Linked DNA regions of Anas platyrhynchos: region 1 is linked to region 2. Evidence: chromatin contacts called from public Hi-C data. All regions are on one chromosome and are shown on one strand. Each heading gives the region's core, a stretch centred on a gene start, on an enhancer-like site or on the middle of the called end of the contact. The rest is flanking DNA. Distances are from core to core; before and after follow the strand shown.

The links. A called contact is a pair of places that touch in the nucleus more often than the background predicts.
Region 1: a Hi-C map of liver shows a contact between it and region 2, with 1.6 times the contacts expected there. The contact joins the enhancer-like site here to the promoter of FAM161B in region 2. A contact is called at or near these places in 2 of 8 Hi-C or Micro-C datasets (liver and skeletal muscle).

Annotation. Positions count from the first base shown.
Region 1 is chr5:24,692,291-24,697,092 of IASCAAS_PekinDuck_T2T, reverse strand. It overlaps MIA2 (MIA SH3 domain ER export factor 2), which reads left to right. Exons shown (of 28, transcript XM_013101327.5): 19 at 912-1,013; 20 at 2,228-2,288; 21 at 2,650-2,685; 22 at 3,631-3,698; 23 at 4,367-4,449. Among named protein-coding and RNA genes, the nearest start is that of MIA2, 23 kb to the left of the region's middle. Within about 2 kb of position 3,147, at least 1 of the 8 cell types and tissues checked has an H3K27ac peak or open chromatin away from gene starts, as enhancers often do.
Region 2 is chr5:24,634,426-24,639,267 of IASCAAS_PekinDuck_T2T, reverse strand. It overlaps FAM161B (FAM161 centrosomal protein B), which reads right to left and starts at 2,952. Exons shown (of 8, transcript XR_011809600.1): 1 at 2,877-2,952; 2 at 2,657-2,806; 3 at 1,560-2,122; 4 at 416-753; 5 at 1-22. It overlaps COQ6 (coenzyme Q6, monooxygenase), which reads left to right and starts at 3,061. Exons shown (of 13, transcript XM_072038463.1): 1 at 3,061-3,313; 2 at 4,047-4,181. The coding sequence starts at 3,067.

The sequences.
Region 1 (4,802 bases), core at 1,898-4,397, 58 kb before region 2:
CAGTAGGTAATGGGACATGGTGACCAAAATCAAATGCAGAAGGACTGCGGTGGGATGGAGCATGTAATAACTTTGAGAAGTGTGTGTGTCTGGCTGTGGTGGGATCAGGAGGGAATCATTTTAAGGCACAAATTTACATTTTTATTAGCCAGAAATTATTTTTTTAAGGAGCAAACATAATCTTGAAGGCAGCAAGAGAAGCAATACAAGTCTTGATTTTGTACTGAGCGGTATGCAGGATGTTTTTCAAGTGTTGCTTTCAATAATAATCTGCTTTGTAGTTTGTGTAATACATAGGTGACTGTCATCCTCATAGATGCAGCAAAACCCCAAATCCACTACATTAACATTTGATTTTTATAGGGTATGAGGGATAGAATGGAACTTAATGAAAAGAAGTTATTTAAAGATACTGTGCTGAAGTTCAGCAAACACATGCTTCTTGTCAGAGACTGCAAGAGACAAAAAGGAGTGGAGAGAAGCTGTTGTGGTGCAGATAGCTGAATTAAAGAGGATATTAGTACTAGTGGGACATCTTTTAAATAGTTATTGAAATAACACTGAAAGATAGTGTAGTTCTGTGTGTGGTTGTACATTTTTGCAAATATTTCCATTTGCAATACTAACTCCCTAGGGCAGTAATATTTTGCAAAAGGAAAGCTTGAGTATTTGGGAGATTAAATTGTCTTCTAAATTGCTTTTAGGAATAGTGATAACGCTTCATTAAAAATAAACTGAATAAAGACATAAAAACTAGTTCTGTTTATGCCGCTTTATATGTTACCTCTAAAGTTCTTTATCTGGATAAATATCATCTACACATCATGCCTAAATAATTTGAGAATTTTTTCTTGGACTGCCTGCAGAATTGTTGACGTAAAATTAAGCTGAATTTATTAATTTTCTTAAAGGAAACTGACAGTAGAAGAGAGAGAACGCCTACAAAAAGAAGAAAAGCTCTCTAAAGTAGATGAAAAAATTAATCATGCTGCTGAAGAACTAAACAGCTACCGGTAATTACAAATTTTACTTACTATTATGACTTTTAAAGTGAACAGAAGGCAGTAGAGAATAACACCAGCTTAAGTGAATGTGTTTTCTTCCAGATTCTTTGGTTTGCTTTTTTTTGTGTTGTTATATGCCAGTAGGTGTGTAATAATACATACTATTAGAGTTTCTGTTTTATTAAAAAATATATATAAAAAATAAAATGAGAATGGAAGACCACTGAGAGCTCTTCCATTAGAATGCTGTTTGTATTGAAATGTTAGCTTTAATGGAATGGTAGAAGTGGGTCTCTATCTAGTTCCCCTTAGTGAACAGATTAAAAATTTAAAATAAAAAAAAAAGAAAGTTAAAAAGAGAATACTGTGAAATAAATGCAACATTCAGCTTTTCCATAGATCTGAACATATTTGTTGTCTAGTTTTAGTATTCTATTTCTGTATCTCTAAGCTTTTAAATAGTATTACCGTAATGTGGGAATATTTTCTGTAATTGTTTTGTAAATGTTTTGCGTTACACTAGCTGTGTACATATGGGCTTCTTCAGTAGCTTCTTGAGCTACAGTATAATTCTTTGATTTGTAATATGTATTTCCTGTCTTCCTTCAATGTTCATGGGAGTATTGACACTTAAGTGAACGATATGGATCAGAAATGCTTCCTGAGGAGCATTCCTCTGGAATGTGAAGCCCTTGTGGACATTTTTCAGTATTCACTTAGGAATACAGAATTCACTCTTTTTGATTTACTCAGAATGTGTCTTTGGCCCACCTGCTGAGAGGGTGCAGAACCTAGAAAGGCTGTGCACCAGGCAGCTGGCAACTAGGTGGCATCATACTTACTGTGGTCTTGAAATAACTTGAGTGCAAGTACCTGTCCCCCAGAACCGACTGCTAAACTGTAACAGCATGAGGTTCTAGCCATGTCAGTACAATTGCTGAGCTGGGTAAACCTAGCTGTTAGGACATACTGTGGGGTGATATCCTTCATACTGGAAATATATCACAGACCACTGAACAGTTGGGGAGTGGTTGACTAAGGATCACATGGTACACAAAGATGACTAGCAATGGAAATTCTAGGCTTTAGGTGATGATACTTCTAGATACAAAAATTATATTTTGCAAATAATTATACTTTGTGTTAACCATTGTGTTTACCATATTTAAAATTATTTTCCTCAGCATTTTATTACAGTGTCATAAATCCTGTTTTTGTTACAGACAGCGAGCAAAAGATCTTGAAGATGAGTTAGAAAGAACCATTCGTTCTTATCAGAATCAGGTATGTCTTTGTGTTACTTGGCATTGATGCCAAGGAGGGATGGATGTTAATGCAACTGAAATACCACTGTCCATTAGGTTGTTATACTGAATATGGCTTGTTCTTTTGTTTTGTTTTTCTCTTTGTCTTTTTTTTTTATTACCTATTTTATGTCATCTGTTTTTCGTGGACTTACTGTCTTTTCGTGGACTTATTATCACTAACTTCATTAAAAAATAAGTTCAGTTTAAGTTTACATGTCTCATAATATAATTTACCTACATATTACATTTATGAATGAGAGCATATATTCAATCTTAAGTTTTCTTTTTCAGATGAATAATGCACTTCAGTAATGATCTAACAAATATCTTTTTCACAGATTACTTCACATGAGAAAAAAGCTCATGATAATTGGGTAAGTTCCAAACAATTAATTTACTTAATTCTGTATGTCAACTATTGTCTCACTTTTCAATGGTCTGAATAGCTTGGTCTGTCACACAGATCATGAAAATTAACCTGTTACCTACTGATTTCTTGCAGAAATACACAAAAGCATGTTAAAAATACTTTTGTCATAGAACAGTTCCAATAATTGAGTGAGCTCTGAGCTCAGTAGAATTGAATACTACAATATTGTTTGCTATAGCACTAAATCTGCTTGAATAACATGTTGCCATTTAAAAAGTGTGTGGCATTTTGCTAATAATAAAAGCATTTGGCCTTGCTTTGGTGCCATTTTAATATTTTTCCTGGATGTACTCCATTCTTTTTATCTGCTAATAGAAGACGTTATGTCCTGCGAGAACAGTATGTTCCATTGACAGCTTCCTAAGAATGTTGCTACAAAATGCTTTTTTTTTTTTTTTTTAACCTTTTTTTTCCAAACAGGAAACTTTAAACTATCTCCTGACTGATACATTCTTCAGTTTCACTGAATGGTCTGTGTGAGATAGTCCTGTTAAAAGTTATGGCACTTCATGGTCATAATATTACGGATTTGAATTGTATTATTTTAAAAATAAAACTTGCATATGTAAAATCGGAGATTTTAAATCTTGTATGTGTTCCATAGATGCTTCAAAGCAGCTATAGCCAACGAATTTAATTTCTGCAGTGTTAAGAATCTGCAGGAAAACTGTATCGTTTCCCAAAAAAATTGGGTAGTAGAACTGCTAGTGTCATTTGGTGACGTTTTGAGACTGTTTCCTATGCTTTCTATATGAGTCATACATCATGAAAATACAATCTGAACACTTCAGATAGAAAAATGTATTGGATCTAGGAGCTGTCACATTTATGAAGCATTTAATTAATAAACAGCAATATCTAAGCATCTGATTTTTGTTCTTCTTGAAAGCTGACAGCCCGAGCAGCTGAAAGACACCTCAATGATATAAGAAAAGAAAATGCACATAACAGACAAAAGTAAGTGCAGTCCTGATCTGATTCTAAACAAATGTGATTTGTAATGTGAATATGTTTTGGATTTATGCAATTTGGTATTTTCTAGCCACATGTTAATCAATGGTGAATGAGACAGAGCAGAGAGCAGTGCTCTGCTGTAGCTCTGAATGAGGGGGAGTCATTTGAGGATTCTTGTAATGATACTATGCAAGAAAAAATGAACTATGCAAAGCATTGAAATATTTCAGAAAAGAAACAGAATGTAGGTGTAGGACTCCAGGGTTTTGATGGTACTGTTTTTTTAATAGGCATGTATTAACCAGAAGTCATGATTACTAAATAATCTTGCAGTTCTTTAATTCAGAAGTTAATACTGAACTAGCAGTTGAGGTGTGTAAGGGGGAAACCTTCAGATGTACAGCTAGTACTTGAAGTGCAACATACTCATGAGAATAGTGTTGTGCCTGGGAGTTAGGACATCTAGCATGCAACTTCAACTTATGAATTATAGCTTACATGCAATAGCATAAATAATTAAAGGAGCTCTTAATTTCAGAGTTCTGTGATATCTCACCTTTTTTATTTAACGAATGATATACATTCGTCTATTTAGTCCTTTTAGTAGAAATGTTACTCGTAAGCAGTGCAGCCCAGTAAAAATTTTGCATTTCTTTTTTGTTTGTTTACAGATTAACAGAAGCAGAATTTAAACTTGACCTTTTAGAGAAAGATCCTTATGCTCTTGATGTTCCAGTTAGACCGTTTGGCAGAGGTACAGTGTTGAACTGTAAAATAGACTCTAATTGTTCTGGTTTCTGGTTTTGTTTCCCAAGACAGCACATATGTAGTCGTTTGAAAACTATCCTGGCCATGTGTATGTAGTAGTCAATAAAAAAAAAAAAAAAGTTACTCTAGGTCCTGTCAAGTATCTTGTTGAAACTAAGAGTGTTGGCAGTATTGCAGCATCGATGAGAGGAGAGTGGAATATGACACACATGGTAACTGGAACACAGTTCTTGTTTCACTTAAACAATCTAGTTTTAAACTTCACCTGAGAAGTTAATTACTTTATACAGTTTGTTGAACTAAGTATTGTGAACTTGAGCATTTTGTTTTAACTGTTCC
Region 2 (4,842 bases), core at 1,703-4,202:
CTTTGGAAAGTTGATGAGAATCCTGAAAGAAATGGAACTTTATTCAGTGTGTTTGTTCACAGCATATAATGTCCTCTGTTCTTTGTCTACTAGAGAGAACAGTCGGAGGTATGTGGGCAGTGCACTCATTCTTCTCTCTTCCACCAGTAGGGATTTACATGGGGAGAGGCTGAGGGGTGAAAGGGAAGGAGACTTGGTTACGAGTATGGAAGGGTGGCTGAGCTTAGCTGTCAGAACTCATCTCTTTGTGTAGAACTTTGTTCTCTGCTTTGTCCTAGAATTCTGCAGTACTCCTAAGGCAAGGGCAGAGGTCTCACTAAAGCATGTGAAATATGCATAAATAAATGCTATACATTTAAGAACTTTCCAACTTGATCACAGAGAAAAGTACCACAGAAATATCTGGTCATCTCACCTTTATCCTTTCATTAGCCTGCCTCTGCCTGCTACGGAGATTGGAGGTTCGTAGCTTGAACGGCTTATTACGAGTTGCCTCTTTGACTTCTTGTCTTCTTACTGCTTCCCTCTGAAATGCCCAGTAAAGTTCTTCAAAATCTGGTATTGTTGGATTAATCCTTGGTGTGAAGCTGAAGCTATTGTCCTGCAAGAAGCCAAGTTTTTCCTGCTTAGTTTTAGTGGCAGTTCGGGACTGAGGCTTCCTCCGACAGTTGCTGGTATCTATAGGAGCTACAGAGCTCTCAAGCAAATCCTTGGCTCTCATCTGAATGCGGATTTCTCTGTAGAGTTCAGCTTCTAATGAATCAAGAACAAAACAATGAGAAGAATATGAGTGACATAAAAGACTGCCAAATTGTCACTGGACAACTCTAAACTTTTCTTTATGATGGCAGCCACTCACAGAAGAGAGAACAGGCATCTGGTGTTCTCTTTCCACACTTTCTACCTCCTCTTTCCTCCGCCTCCCAGGAAATAAATTTGAAGGAACATGAAGAACCATGGTCGTGTCTCATTCTTAGGCATTAATCTCTAGCTATCTCTTTCCCTTCTCACAGAGTAAGTTACTGAACTGGCCTTCTCCTCCTATTCCTTTTCTGAGGAGTAGCAGGTAATTGTGCCCTTGTCTTGGAGATGTGTTTTTTTTCATATGAAACTGATGTGTGATCCTTGGGTAGGAGTAAAATTACCAGTTCCAAGATACTGCATGGACCTTGGATACTTCTGGCACTACATCTGTTCTCATGCTTGAACACACACACATCATGCAAGTGCCTTTAGTCTAACTAAAAGCATGGAATTCAGTTCAGGGAAGGATTCTCAAACTACCACAATATGCAGCAAAAACAGCACAGAAACCTGTCTGAAGAGCTCAATGTACCCACGTGCGTTTGGGAGTAGTGCAGAACTGCCACAGCTGACACCACCACAAGACTGCTAAATTTAGGGCATTCTATTTTAAGGGTCTCTAGATGAAATGTAATGAGTGGTGCTACACAGGAGACCAGACAATACCAGAGGAAGTAACAATATTGGCTTTACACTCCCAGACAGTAAGGGACAGTCAAGGAGCTGTTTTTCCAGGAAGAGCCCTGGCACTTTACCTTTGAGTTTATCTCCAAGAAGTGGGTCATAAGTGGATTTAGGAACTTTTCGACTGGCTTGCTTCGGTTTGGAGCTCTCACTTGAGGTTGCTGCTGCCAGGAACTTCTGTCTGATAGCTTCTTTCTTTTTCTCCTCCTTCTCCAGGAAACTGAAGGGCCGCTGAGTGGAAAGCAGCAGCTCCTTTCTTTTCTGTGTTGCTATTTGCCTGCGAATCTCATTCTGTTCCATTATTTCATGATAAAGGGGTAGAAACACGTGGGCAGGTACAGGCTGTGCCCGGAATTGTTTCTGACATTCAGCTTCATCCTGGCTTTGCCTTTTGTCTCTTGGTTTGTCTAGTTCAAGAAACAGGTATGACTTCATCAGCTGGGACTTTTTGCGAGCTTCCCGCAGCGTCATTTTGAAGGGCTGAGGGATGGTGATGGAGGGAATCCAGGGAGAGGAAGCACTTTTTGGCCTCAGGCAGGATTTAGGAAACAAGGGAGGTTTTTGCTGATCCCAGGCACTGTCCGAGGTGAGGTCAATCAAAGACCTGGACTGTCTTTTGTTACCAGATGCACGACTAAGACAAAGACATTATGAAGGGGAAAATAGGGGAAATTATTACAAATTAGAAATAAACGATGGGAGAAAGACAGACCTAGGCCTTATCATTCTCAGGCTTTGTATTTTCCTTTGCTACTTAAGTTCATGAGCACGGCTTTGCTCATACTCAGTTTTCTACACACGGAATGGCAAATGTGACTACCTGGACCTCTAACACCACTCATTATGCTGGTACTGTGTTGCTGGTGAGGCTGCGGGTTAACCAGGACACTCTGGCTTCAAGGATACTCGGGAAGTGGCCGTTCAACACCACAAAATCACGAGAGTTAAGCAATAAGCTAAGCACCCAGGCGCACCTCACCAGCCCTCCTGGGATGTTTGGGGCTGCCAGGGGAGCGGGTGAGACGCTGAGGGAGGGATCAGACACAGGGCAAGCGAGGGCTGAGGTGAGGCGGTGAACACGGAGCGCAGGAGAAGAGGGAGATGGGGACAGGGCCCGGCTGCTGCCCACCGCGCCCGCCAGGCGGAGCCTCCCGAGGGGGGGCCCTACCTGGGCGCCCCGGCCGCCGGCTGCGAGACGTCCCCGAGAGCCTGGGCCGGGCCCCTCCGCCACGGGCCGTGCCCGCTGCCTGCTGCCGCCGCCTCCCGGCCCGCGCCCTGCGGCCCCGCCATCGCTCGGCGCCTCGGGTCCCGCCGCCACCTGCAACACAGAACCGCCCTCAGCGGGCTGCGGCCCCACAGCGCGCCCCTCAGCCCGGCCCTGCCCTCACCTGCGGGCCGCCGCCGCTGCTTCAGCTCCCAGCGCGGCTCCCGCCAATCAGCGAGGCGTTGCGGCGCCCTAGCCCCGCCTCGCTGCCTCAGCAGCCAATCAGGCTTCAAGGCGGGCTGCCCGCCCCGCGCGCTCATTGGTGCTGAGGGAGAGGTGTGCCCTCGGGGAGCGGCGCCGTTGCCATGGTTGCCATGGCCGCCATGGCGGTAGCGGGCGGGGCGGCGGCCGCCATTTCCACAGCCATGGCGGCGGCCTGCGGCAGGGCTCTGCTTGCTCCGCTCGGCCGGCGGCGGGCCCCGCTCCGCTCCTTCACCGCTCCTCCTCCTCCTCACCCTCCTCCTCCTCCTCCTCCTCCTCCTCACGGCCCCGCCGCGCCGCTCTACGATGTGGTGGTGTCGGGCGGGGGCATGGTGGGCAGCGCCATGGCCGCCGCGCTGGGTAAGGCCGTGACCTTCCTGCGGGCGGCTGTGGCGGGCCTCGGCGGAGCTCCGCTTTATTTATTGTTTTACGTAACTTGTGCTTTAAGTCGTCTAGAATATTCATAGTATTTGTGTCAAATATTCGCCCTCAGATCGCCGATGAATAATTTCAGCTGACAGGAGCGCTGTCAGTTCGGGGTGATTTACTCTGTACTTGAGTAATCTCTTCATTTTTATTTTTTTTTCAGTTTTCTTTAAGTATGCGGGAATTCTAAACTGCCTGTGCTATTCCACTGTCAAAATATAAGAACATAACCAACACCAATGCACTTGCTAAATACCATGGGAGTTTAAATTGTTGTTCTAGTTTCTGTTGTTCTAGTTAGTGAATTTATACTTAAGCTCTGAAAACATGTTCTGTACTTGTAGAATTAATTCATTAGTAATGGACTTTCATAACAAAATTGCACAAATTTGTGCAAAAATGAAAAATTTGTACAAAAAGTAAAGGTTAAATCCTTGCTTTAACTGCAGAAGGGTTGTCAGTTAGAGTTACAGGGTTGTAGCCATAAAGCTTCAAAATACTAACATACACCTGTGTATTCAAAACCTGCCCTGTAAATGTGTTTCTTCATGGGGTTTAGTTTGAATTCCTTCTTCTTACAAAAATTCATAGGCGTTATTGACGTAGAAATGAGAAAAAGGCCTTTTGGCAGAAGCATTCTAACAAAGCGTATATTTGCTTCCTTTAGGGCATGATATCCACTTCCATGACAAGAAAATCGCTTTGCTGGAAGCCAGTCCTAGGAAAGAATATGGTCAGTTGCCAGAGAAGTTCAGTAACAGGGTCAGTTCCATCTCCCCAGGGTCAGCGACCCTCCTAAGCAGTAAGTGTAATTTCTATTCTTCGTGTTTCTAGCAGTATGTTTGAACTGTTTTTATTTTGTTTAAACAAAACCCCTCTGAGGATGCATTGCCTTCATCCTAAACAGGATGGGGTTGCTTGGCTTTGTCTCTTAGTATTCTAAGTACTGAATTGCCATGGTTAAATCAGAGTTTTTATCATAACGGGGATTCATGTTCTGGTATCTTGGTCTGGTTGCTTATATAAATATATATAATGCAAATGTTTGTGTTGTTAGGCTAGCAAAAGGTTGTAAGGTGCTCTCTACAGCATCTGGAATACTCTGTTCACAAAATAAGCACGTTTCCCATGTATTTAGTGCTCTGTAGTCTGGTAACTCCTGATCACAACACTTCTGATAAATGTTAATTTCAAAGGCAGATTGCCTTGAATCAAAGGCCTTGATTCCTTACGGAGAAAGAAGTATTATAAACAGTGGTTATGAATGTCTGTGTCTGTTTTGCTACCCAGTGACAGTTGACCATATAAGTCACAGCACTCAAAGAAAACTCATGTCTTTTCTAGTGGCTTGTGTTAATAGCAAAATAAGTAATGTGGTGCTTGTGCTGTAAAAGTACTGAGGCAGAACTGCCCCTGTTTAGGGATGGTGAAAGTCTGGGCAAGCTGGAGAGGAGTTAGTGGCT